3 separate regions of the Zea mays genome follow, and all the other regions are linked to region 2. Evidence: chromatin contacts called from public Hi-C data. All regions are on one chromosome and are shown on one strand. The core of a region is the stretch at or near the end of the contact, and the rest is flanking DNA. Distances in the headings are between cores, read along the strand shown.

What was found. A called contact is a pair of places that touch in the nucleus more often than the background predicts.
Region 1: a Hi-C map of endosperm shows a contact between it and region 2, with 2.9 times the contacts expected there. The contact joins the promoter of LOC100277427 here to the promoter of LOC103626142 in region 2. A contact is called at or near these places in 7 of 25 Hi-C or Micro-C datasets (bundle sheath, ear, endosperm and 2 more).
Region 3: a contact with region 2 is called in a Hi-C map of leaf, with 6 times the contacts expected there. The contact joins the promoter of LOC100281940 here to the promoter of LOC103626142 in region 2. A contact is called at or near these places in 3 of 25 Hi-C or Micro-C datasets (bundle sheath, leaf and tassel).

What each region holds. Positions count from the first base shown.
Region 1 is chr5:27,014,211-27,017,909 of Zm-B73-REFERENCE-NAM-5.0, reverse strand. It overlaps LOC100277427, which reads left to right and starts at 1,635. Exons shown (of 23, transcript NM_001350260.1): 1 at 1,635-2,472. The coding sequence starts at 2,047.
Region 2 is chr5:26,806,999-26,811,274 of Zm-B73-REFERENCE-NAM-5.0, reverse strand. LOC103626142 (KH domain-containing protein HEN4) reads right to left here and starts at 1,717. Exons shown (of 8, transcript XM_035958980.1): 1 at 1,001-1,717. LOC100274553 reads right to left here. Exons shown (of 3, transcript NM_001148908.2): 2 at 3,886-3,944; 3 at 2,104-3,372. The coding sequence ends at 2,307.
Region 3 is chr5:26,564,449-26,568,100 of Zm-B73-REFERENCE-NAM-5.0, reverse strand. LOC100281940 reads left to right here and starts at 1,995. Exons shown (of 6, transcript NM_001371798.1): 1 at 1,995-2,794; 2 at 3,510-3,629. The coding sequence starts at 2,321.

The sequences.
Region 1 (3,699 bases), core at 386-2,885, 210 kb before region 2:
ACGGTGGTTCTCAGCCCCCTACGGAAGCAAGGAGACGTCAGCAAGATCCCAACAGCACTGACAGCTGTGTTTCTACAGGGCTCAGACACTTCTCCGACGGCCACGTTACCGCGTACACAGGGCTCTAGCACCTCTCCGACAGCCACGTTGGCATGTACACAGGGCTCAGGCACCTCGCTGCCACACACGTTAGCGCATAGCTACACCCCCATTGTACACCTGGACCCTCTCCTTGCATCTATAAAAGGGAGGTCCAGGGCCTTCATGCGAGAAGGAGGAGGGTCACGCGGGAGAACGAGCTGACGAACAGGCTCACTCTCTCTCTCTCGCGAACGCTTGTAACCCCTACTACGAGCGCATCCCCTGGCGCAGGATAACACGAGCCGCATTTTCCCCCTTGTGTTCCATCTCGCGCCAACCCATCTGGGCTGGGACACGCAGCGACAAATTTACTCGTCGGTCCAGGGACCCCCGGGGTCGAAACGCCGATAATATTCATCAATTATTACGTAAATAATATGTATATATATTTATTTTGCTAAATGTGGTAGCTCGTTTAACTCGTGAGCTGGTTTGTTAACGAATCCAACTAGGATGTCTTCATGTAAAAAATTCAAACGAGCTAATCCGAATCGAGTCGAGCTCGACCGAAGACCGAGCGAGCCGATGAGTGACTGGCATTTCGTCCAACTTGCTGCTCCCACGGTCTTTTTTCTGGATCTGGCGAAACGGGTGCACCCTGTGGCCGATTCAAAACCTTTCTATGAATTGCAACCCACCCAATATAAATCTAAGAGCTAGTTAGGGATGGCAATGGGTCGGGTTCAGATCGGGTAGAGTAAATACCCGTCCGCGACCATACCCATGGGGATTATCTATATCCGTCCATGACTATAACCACGGGTAAAATTTTGTACCCGTGCCCGTACCTATCGGGTATCAGGCGGATATCGGTAACCTATCGGGTATAGCAGCTTGGTGCATTCTCCTTGAATGAAGTCTAGTGCAGTTCTGAGCATCGCACATCGCCATGATCACCGGAGGCACATAATGTTGTTACACAGTGCAGTCATGCAGATGTAGCCCTGGACATGTGTTGCAAATGTTTTTTTGTTAATAAAATTCCAACTCGTCAAGATCGGAGAGTAGCTAGCACTATTAACACTCTCCTAGCTCAATTACTTGTACTAGATAGCACTGGTACTATGTACTGACACTTTATCAAACATAGTGACACTAGTATTAGAACCAGATCAGAAGCAACTACAGACAGGGAGGGATGGCAGTAGGATGAGCTGTCGAGGATGGACGACTAGCTAGCGTACTAGTAGGTTGAAAAATCTAAAATCACTATTTTCGGATATCCGTCGGGTACCCGCGGGTAAGAAATCAAATCCGTACCCGACCCGTAATAAAATCGGGTCGGGTACGGGTAAGACCCGCATGTCAAATTTTGTGCCCGAACCCGTACCCGACAGGTCGGATATCCGACGGATATCCGAACCCGCGGGTAAAATTGCCATCCCTAGAGCTAGTTTAGAGAATTTCTTATAAAAATGAAAATTACTTTGGAAAATAGGTTTTTCAAACTAGCCCAAACACGTTTAAAAACCACCACCACCGCCTTAATTCATACTCCGTATTAAATTGTTTTATCTCTCCCGAGCCAGCCCGTTGCTGGCTGCTTGCTTCTCGCAGAGACAGGGAGTGAGTGAGGCAGAGGAGGCGTACCTGCGGAGGCGGGCAGCCGAGGCCCGCGCAATTCGCGTCCAGCAGGGTGGGTCGGGCTCGCGGCGCCTCTATTGGCATTCCCGCGGTTGTGCGGGCGGGTTGGCGGCCAGCGAGATCGGCTGTTGTTTCTGGCGGTTTTTGTGAGGTGTTTAGTGTTTTGCTGGGTGTGACTGTGAGCGTGGATTGGCGACTGCTGGAGGGGTTTGGGGATCGATTTGAGGTCGTCGGAGCGGAGATCCCGAGGGGACCTGCGGTTTCGTTGTGGCCCGTGAGTTGGATTCCGGACGCAGTGCCGTCCGGCGGGCCGCCGAGACGATGGCGTCGGTGGAGGTGAGGTCGGTGCGGAAATCCACGGCCCTGCGGGCGCGCGGCGGGCCCAGCAAGCTGCAGTCGGCGCGGTCGATGCCGCTCGACTACAGGTACTCGGACGGTCCCTCGGCGGCGAACGGCGCCGGTGGCGGGCCGGCTGGGAACGGCGTCGGGCGCCGGGCGGTTGCGGTGGAGGCAGGGAAGGAGGAGAAGGAAGGTGAAGTGGTGCGGTTGGAGGGGGACGACGCGGACTCTCCGTACAGCTCCAATGTGGTGACAGCGGAGGAGGAGGCGGGGAATACAGGTGGAGGAGGAGACGAGGTGGATTCGGCGGCCGCGGCGACGCCAAGGCGGTTGTCGCCAAGGGCAGCAGCGAGCCCCACGCAAGTCGACGCCCGGTGGGGTGACACCAGCTCGTACGGCGCTAAGAAGGTGGGCGGTCTCCCTTTCATTTCTGATGATTTTGAAATGTGAGAAGTGTCGGGGTTGGGAATTCAGAACATTGCGAAATTCTTTTGGTGAAACAATGGCAGATGCGATCATGCGATGCTGATCTCGTATTTTAGAGGGCTCTCCGGTAATATGTGAAACTAAGCGCTACTATAAGCTATGTAATCACCATTTATTGATGGCTCGTACAAAAGTGTGGATTTGAGACCTTTAGGTTGTTTCTGTATGGCAAGTAAGATAATGCAGTTATGGTGTGTGTATGTAATTTATTTATTTGGTTTTATGAGATCAGAATCGACTACTATAGTTCTATCCTTCTGTGTTATTATTGCACTGCGATCTGCATATACTTTTCTCCCACCAACCTCAATCCGCTGTAGCATAAATGTGAGCAGGGATAGTTACCATTTTACGGCAGAACAGTTTTTCCTTTCACTTCGAAAGATTTAGACAAACTTAAGTGTTTCCTAGTAGATTTAACTCTTTTATTGAGAAACATTTCAATAACTGTAGCATGTCAAAACCTACAGAAGCATGTCAACTTAGTAGGCTAGTACTATACTTATGGGGTGTTTGGTTTATATGGACTAATTTTTAGTTACTTCATTTTATTCCATTTTTGTCCCTAAATTACTAAATATAAAAACTAAATTAGAGATTTAGTTCCTATATTTGGCAATGTAGGACTAAAATGAAATAAAATAGATGGACTAAAAATTAGTCCCTAGAAACCAAACACCCTCTTAAGTCTTAACCTGTTGATATTCTACATGACACATCATTAGAGATGGCAATGGGTAAAAACCCGCTGGGTATTACTTGCCCAAACCCGTACCCGCGAAGAAAAAATACGCCCGCTAAAAAACCCATACCCATGACGGGTATAAAATTTTGCCCAAACCCATACCCATGCGGGTTTTGGGTACCCAACGGGTTTCCCATACCCACTAACATCAACATAAAAAATAATTCATCATGTAAATGATAATCAATACATTAATAAGTAGCATAAAAGGAACAAGTGATAACTAATTTTAGCCTAAAATTTGTTACATGAAGCTTATTTCAATTATAACATATTCAATTAATAATATTATGAGACATATTTATAAGGAATGTTGATTTTAAGGCGGGTTTTAAAAACCCATGGGTTTGCGGGTATGGGTAGTGGAAGAACAAACCCATGCCCACGTACCCGTTGGGTTTCCA
Region 2 (4,276 bases), core at 468-2,967:
CATCTCTCTTCCTCCCCCGCCCCCTTCCCCTCGCGTTGTTGTCACCGTCATCAACTCCTCCCCTCGCGTCGTCGCTGCCGCTGTCGACTCTTCCCCTTCATGGGATCGTAGCCTTAGTACAAGCTATATGCTAGTTTTTATCTATAAAGCACCAGTTTTAACGCCCATCTTATGTCACACGTGAAACTTGTAAGTCTATTCCCTCCCCTACCAGTGGGTTGTTACCCGTAGACCGTAAAAACCAAACAAGCCCCCGTTAGTGGGTCATCACTCCATAGATGAGCCGTGAGAAACCATCCAACTCTAACATAACAGAAAGTCGCACGCAATGCAACACTCCCATACAATACCACCTCGTTAGCTAAAGAATGATGAGCGACCAAACGAGGCATAAAAAAGGGTCGGGCTTCTTTTAACTTATATTTTTATAGGTCTTTTGACTAAGATAAAGTGTAATGTTGTTGTTGTGTACCATAGAAATGCACGGTCATTACATTATTTATTATTATTAAGCAATTGCTTTGCTTTTGTGGGTTGTGTTTGTCTAGAATTTTACTGCCAATAAGGTACAATTGTGCATAATTAGGGTTCAAATCTTGATTGTTGGGTCCACATTCACATCTAACTAACCAACAAACCAAACATAATTTTATATTTTATTAAAACACAATCTATCCATACAACATGTAATATATAGAAACTGTAGCAGTGTAGCAGTGCACAAGTATCTAACTAGTAATGATTCATGCTAAGGATGCGATTGATTGTCTGGGGATTGATGAGGAAGGACCATCGACCATTTTTGTCACATGAACTCAAACAGGTTAGGCATAAAAACAGACATGATTTTATTTAGGTTTCTTATTATGTTTCTTGATTAATGGATTTAATTAAGAAACCGATTTTCATTTTTGTGTTCATAATATTTTATGAACAAAACAGATATCACTTCTATATGAAATATTCTGTTGGCTTCTTTCTCACCTAGCTAACCAATTACCTTTTATTAAAACCCGGTGGAGTTTGAGCTTCTCCCCGCGCTTCACGGGCAGTCCGCCACAGCTCGAACGACGTGTGGCTTGAGTACAGCGTCGTCAGACAGGAACCAGCTTCCGGACCCGAGTTTTTTATGCAATCGAGTTGTGAGTGGTTCCTCCCTACCTCTCCTGTCGCACCTCGCCCTCTCCTTGCCCTGCCCCAGATCTCGGCCTTCAGTCCTCGCTGCCGCCGCGACTTGCTCGCCCCGTCTCCCTCCGGCCCCGCCTCATCGCGGCCGTGGTGGCCAAGGAACACGAGCTCATTGGAAACACTCTTAAATAAAGCTTCCAATGAACAAGACAGGAGCTCGACTTCGCCTAGCTCCGAACAAGCCCGAACAAGCGGTCGACGAGGCGGAGGTCTCGCGTCCTGCGTGCGTCGCGCCGTTGCCTGGCTCCGTCCTCGCCGTTCCTCTGTAGAAGCTGGCCGCTGACCCCCGCCCGCCTCCGCTTGGCCGTCTGGCCGCCCCCCGCGTGGTCACCTAGATGGCTGGCCGCGCCCCTAGATTTGGGTTCCTATCTTGTTAGGACTTCCATCTTCGTTCATTTTGCTGTGTGTCCGTCAGATAGATGACTAATGCATCCTCAAAGTTCTCCAAGGCGGAGCCTTGCATCTTTGTGTGTTTGATTTGGTTGAGCTGCAACCCGTGCTGCTGTCCTTTTCAGTATAAAAAAAAGATTTAGATGTAGGTTGGCATTCGGATGAAAAATGGACCGTGAAAAAAAGGAGGTCCATTCACCTTGTTAAAATCTATACTAGGTCTGGTACAAGAGTGAAACCAATCAAACAATAAGCCTGATCCATTGCATACAGACTCAAGTTAGGCTAGATATTTATAGATGGAACAAATTTTCTTCGCACATGACGGTCTACGTGATTTGCAATATATGGAGCTAAACCAAAATCACACTTGTATACGCTGACATGAATGTTGCAACAAAAAAAAGAACCTCAAGCAATATATTTATCAGGGTTCGACAATGCCACGTTAACTGAAGCCGCATGTTTCAAACTTCTTACTGCATCGTTTTTTTCTTAAAACATATTTTACTGATACTAGAATCTACCATCTCGAACTAAAATTTCGAAATTTCGGAACATTTCATTCAAACAGGAGTTATAGCATAATACAGGCTCCTATCCAACCAGGGAACAGAACTGAGCCATCTAGTCCACAGGTTACATGCCAAAAACGACAAAATTACAATTTGCTCAATGAATTGACATGCAATTCTGGGAGTTGCCATCAATTCGTACAAAAAAAAATATCAAGTCCTGTTAAACGTTTGCTGTGAACCTGGAGGAGGTTGTGTAGGCGGAGGTGGGGGAAGTGACATCTGCATTTGCATATGCATCTGTGCTAGAATACCCCTTCCATCACCTCTATCGGGCATGCCTGTATTCATGGAGCCATCAGGCATGCCCCCAAAACCAGCTTGCATGAAGGCAAGGCCACCACCACCTTGAGGATCACCCGCACCATCAATCATTCCCTGACCAAGGGCCATCGATTGAAATGGATTACTCATCAGCCTCATACCCCATGGGCGCTGAGGCCCCTCAGGGAAACTCATAGGACCAGCTGGAGGCTGGACATTTGACATGGAACCTTGTTCTGATCCAGTATCTGGTAGCTGCATCTGGAAAGGGGCAGAGAAGTACTGAGGGTTTCCATCTTGCTGGAGAGGATAATTGAATGGTGCATTAGGAATCAAAGGCTGATTCATATTCATAGGCATCATAAAGTTTCCCTGGTGAGGAGGAATCGGCGGAAACATAAAAGGTGCATTAGCCATCAATTGCTGCTTGTCCTGAATACTTTGGTCAGATTCTTGGCGAAGTGGAGTCGCCGCACCTGGGCTCTCTTGCCGTGATTGAGAAGCCCAGTTGTAGGCCCGGTCGAATCCTTGAGGTGGATTGTTCTCGGCCTGAGTATCCCCTGGTGGGTACGAATGCCGACCATGGAATGAAGGTGGTTTTGAAAGGGTTGGGGGCCTCAGTGGTGTTTGCTCCCTGGACTGGTGGTAGCGAGAGCGTTCATCACGATCTTGTGAAACACCTGGCCTTGAAGGAGCCCGTGCAGTAGACATTTCAGGCATTTGAGATTGTCTTTGTGTATCCCCTGCAGAAGCACGGGAGATGTTAGGAGCATCTGGCTCATTGCGTTCTTCTTCCTTCTCTAGATTAGTTTGCAGGAGGTTGGCATGGACATCGGGAACATGAAACTCAAAATCTGCTTTCTTAAGGAATGACTTGAGACACATCGGTGCAGCACAGATGAAAATCCCCTCCATCATTTTCACACTTTGTATCTTCTGAATGCGCTCATCACAACTGCAGCAGTAAATAAACAGAAGTTTCAAATTGACAGGCTTAGACGAAGCAGAAATGCGGAACTCTAAAAGAGAAACAATGCATACATTGAATAAGGGTTGAAATTACAAAATTTCCAAACAAACTCCCTTTAAATTAACTGCTCAATATTTAATTATGTATCCAAGAGTACATTGGCATCACGAGAGTGCACTACAGGATATGTTAATTTATAACCGATATTCATATTGTCAATCTGAATGAACACAATATCTCATGTGTACACAACAAAAAACTTAGGATTGAAATTGATTTAAACAGTACCACACTATTGCAAACATACCATTGATTGAAATGAAATATCATAAGAAAAGCAAGAACAATCAGTCAAGGCTCAGATTTTGGATAACAAACCAATTTACTAGAGCAAGCACCATCATGTTTTGCTGATAAACCAATGAAATATCTACCTACCATGAACTAAGGTGACTAGGCAATAGTAGGTTAGATATACTTGGGAGTTAGAATGCTTACAGATAGCAGCTGGAATCACTTCTTGCACAGGTTAAACAAAAGGCATGTTCACAAGGGATCTGAAACCATGAAAAATGTCATCACACTACTATACGGTCCAACTGTTTATATCAGAAAAGAAACTATACAGTGAATATTCACATATAGCACTTATTCAGGGAACAGGTAAAACCACAGGAACATAAATTACGGAATATACTGAAATAACGTATTAAAAATATGATTCCAGACTATTACATACTATGTATGTAGCACGGATATGCGAGAAGGCCCTTGTATCATGTATTGAATATGTATCTTATACGAACACGGAACATATGCATGATGCAGCCACAATAAGTATCCATGGAGTATCAGGAATAAAAATAAATATATGAATATCAAATACTTG
Region 3 (3,652 bases), core at 746-3,245, 240 kb after region 2:
ATATCCGCTGCACTGCCTGTGTCAACCAAGACATTATGGACCAGAAACCCTTTGATAACACAAGAGATAACCATGGCATCATTGTGTGGGTAATCCTTGAGATGAAGATCCTCTTGGGAGAAGGTAATGGGAATGTGAGACCATCTTGACTTGATGAAGGGTCCTTGCACCCCAACATGCTGTACCCTTCTCTGTGCTTCCTTCTTTTGTTTCTTGTTAGCTGGTTCTGAGGATGAACCACCTGTGATCGGGAGCACCAGCTTCGGGTCCGAAGCAGCTCCAGCTTGGTCATTGAACGAAGCCATCAGTTCGAGAAGTGGAAGTGAGTTCACCGGGGGTGGGCGCCAATGTTGGGGACTTGTTCTCAAATGCTATGAATTAAGAACAAGGCAACATAAAATGTTAAATGTTAATGCCCTTCGTCCGCTGAAGCATTATTCCTTTAAGGATTTAATGGACTTCGGACGAAGGTTAAGGATGACACAATTACGAAGGTTGAATCTTCGTAATTGAACTCTAAAAGATTATATAAAATAATACGAAATATGAAGCATCAAAGACAAATAAATTATAAATGAACGACATCACTTTCATATTATATCAACTTAATGTATTCAAATATTAGATACATTCATACCTCTGCCTCGGCAAAGATTAATTTCCGAGTGATGCGATCGCAATTACAGGAATGCGTGAACAGTAAAGGAATATTGTTCACTATTTATAGGCACAAGACACAGCCTGTGAGGAATTACAATCATGCCCCTCATAAAAGTTTACAACATTGACTCAGATCTTTAAGGACTAAAAGGTCATTCTATCTTTAAGTCGGTTTGTAATACCGAAGCTTCATGAAGAGGAACCTTCGACCATCTTACACAAAGAGCTTCAGCCGAAGGTTGCTTCTTCCCAAAAGACCTTCAGCGACGAAGCACAGGCCCAACATCGTGCAAATTATGAATATATGTATCAAGAGTAACAGCATATAAGAAAACATAAATAAGATTTATAAAAGTTTCAAACAATTCTAAAATATATACCATTAGATAAATCTTGATTTTAGGAAAATAATAAAATTAGTTTCATATTTTTCTAAGCTAAGATGAATTTATAAAGATCAGTTCAGATTTAAATTTTTCCCTCAAAATACCGAATTTATTACCGACGGTAAAATACCGAATAAAAACGGTAATTTCCGGAAACGGTCGGAAGAGACCCAAACCGTTTCTGTTTCCGATTCCGAGTTTTTCTATTGATTCAATTTTCGTATTTTCGGTAACCGTTTCCGTTTCCGTTTAGACCTAAATTTCGGTAAAACTTCGAAAACGATTTCCGGTATTCAAAAATTACTGTTTCTGTTTTCACCCCTACTGCTAAGATTCTGATCTACTAGCTAAAATTTTGCAGCTAAAGAGCCTATTTGTTCGTTTTTTCCGACTAGACTATTGAGAATCTAACTGTAGCGAGAATCTAAGCATTGTAGAGATTATGTACAGAGAATGATGAAGGTGTTTATGGGGTTTATGATCTAAAATGTGATGGATTCATACTTTAATGATGGCTCGACCGATTCAGTGTTTATATTGAATTTGACAGTTATTATCAAAGTGATACTAAAAACCTAAACATTTAGTAGTCTCCAGCAGATTCTGATGGCCAGAAGCTAAAAAAGAATGGACCATTCGCGAAGAATTCGTATCTACACGACTTTATATACATATTCTCTCTTAATTATACTTATGACATAGGGACTCAAGGTTGTATCATAATATTCTCTTATATTCAGAAAATCGATCAAAAACTCAGGCTGTACATGATTAATCGAGTCGGCGTCAGTCCCTCTCGCCTCTCGGACGTTTGCCAACCGCCGATGAGCCATGTCAGCGTTCGCACCGCGCGCGGCGCCAAGTAATTAACCCCACAAGCGATAACCATCACACGCCTCTAATGGTCCAGAATATTACTATTATTCTACTATCCACCCCGCTGTCTCGGCCTCACCCACCGTTCCCATCCAAACGCCGGTGCCACGTCGTCGCCCCGCGCCTTCCGCCCCACCAACTCACCGGCGAGGTTTAGGACACAGCGCATCTCGCCGCAGCGGATGCCGTATATATCCGCGCGCCGAGCTTGAGGGACGCCACACCCCACCCTCCCCTCCCATCGCGATTCGCGAATCACCAAACTACCCCTCGTTGTGAAAGGAAGGAGACGAACGAGGCAGCGGAAAGGGGAGAGGATTTTTCAGATTTTCCGGCAGCGACCTACCTAGCCCAGCCCAGCGAGAGAGACCGAGCGACAGCAGCTACCTTCTCCCGACATGACGCCGCATCTGCCCGCCGTCTCCTCCTCCTCCACGACGACCACATCCCGCGCCGCCGCCGCCGCTGCCGCGCCTCCGTCCTCGCCGCATCAGTACCGGAGGCGGAGGCGGCGCCGGGTGCCGGGCTGCCTCCGCCCGCGCGCCGCGTCCGTCCGCTGCTGCGCCGCGGCGGCGCCCGCGCCGCAGGCAGCGGTGCCCGCGGCCGCGCGGGCCGAGGCAACCACGCGGGTCTTCGTCGTGTCCGACCTGCACACGGACTACCCGGAGAACATGGAGTGGGTGCGCCGCCTGCCCGCCGAGGTCGGGGCGGGCAAGGGGGAAGGCGTCGACGCGCTCGTCGTCGCGGGCGACGTGGCCGAGACAAGGGACAACTTCGCGCGCACCATGGAGATGCTCAGGGATGGATTCGCCGCCGTCTTCTACGTGCCGGGGAACCACGACCTCTGGCTGCGCCGCGAGGGCGGCCGCTACGTGAGTCCATTTCCTCTGCAATTTGCATCCCCCTCCGTTCCTCGCTGCATTTTGTTTCTTGGGCTGCAAGCCAGGTGTTTGACAAAATGCCTTGTCGTATCTGTTACGGCATACTTCGTCTGTTTTTTTTATTTGTCTCGTTTTAGTTAAAAAAATATTCGAGAATGGAGGTAATATTATGCTGTTTGGTTCGTCCACTCTTATGGTTTGAGCTAGCCGTCCGCTTAATTTGATCCAATTGTACATTGCAACACTTGCGTGCAGCCTGGTTAGAGCATCTCCTTGTTTTATGGGGCCTAATTTTAGAAGCAGTGCAGAGTTTACCAATGAGATTTTCATTTTGCTCACTGGTTTCTAGCAGCCCCGTCTATCTGGACTGCATTTCAGTTGTATATGTTCTTTTTGTGATTCTACTTGTTTCTTGACAGAAGGGTTACCGTGGCACTCGGATTAGTAGTTGCTGGTCGAGTTTCTATTTAGTAACTTATGCAGCGTAGAATCCACACATGCTGCAAAGCGTTACCTCAACTGAAAAAATTGAATGTGGTGTTGTATTGTTAGATAAAGCATGGCATAACTGACAGTGCATCACATTGTTCTTTAACTACATCACATTCAGCTTTTTCTTTTTTGATCAAATTATTACAGCATTAAACTTATTTTCTAATATATGTCATTGCGAAGCTCTCTCAGTTACTCAAATTATTCCTTCCAGATGGATTCGCTGGAGAAACTGACTGCATTGCTTGATGCGTGTAGTGAGCTGGGTGTGGATACAGGCCCAAGAACGATAGGTGACTTGGGAATCATACCATTGTTCTCATGGTATCACAAGGTTGTTTAATTTTCTTGCTTCAT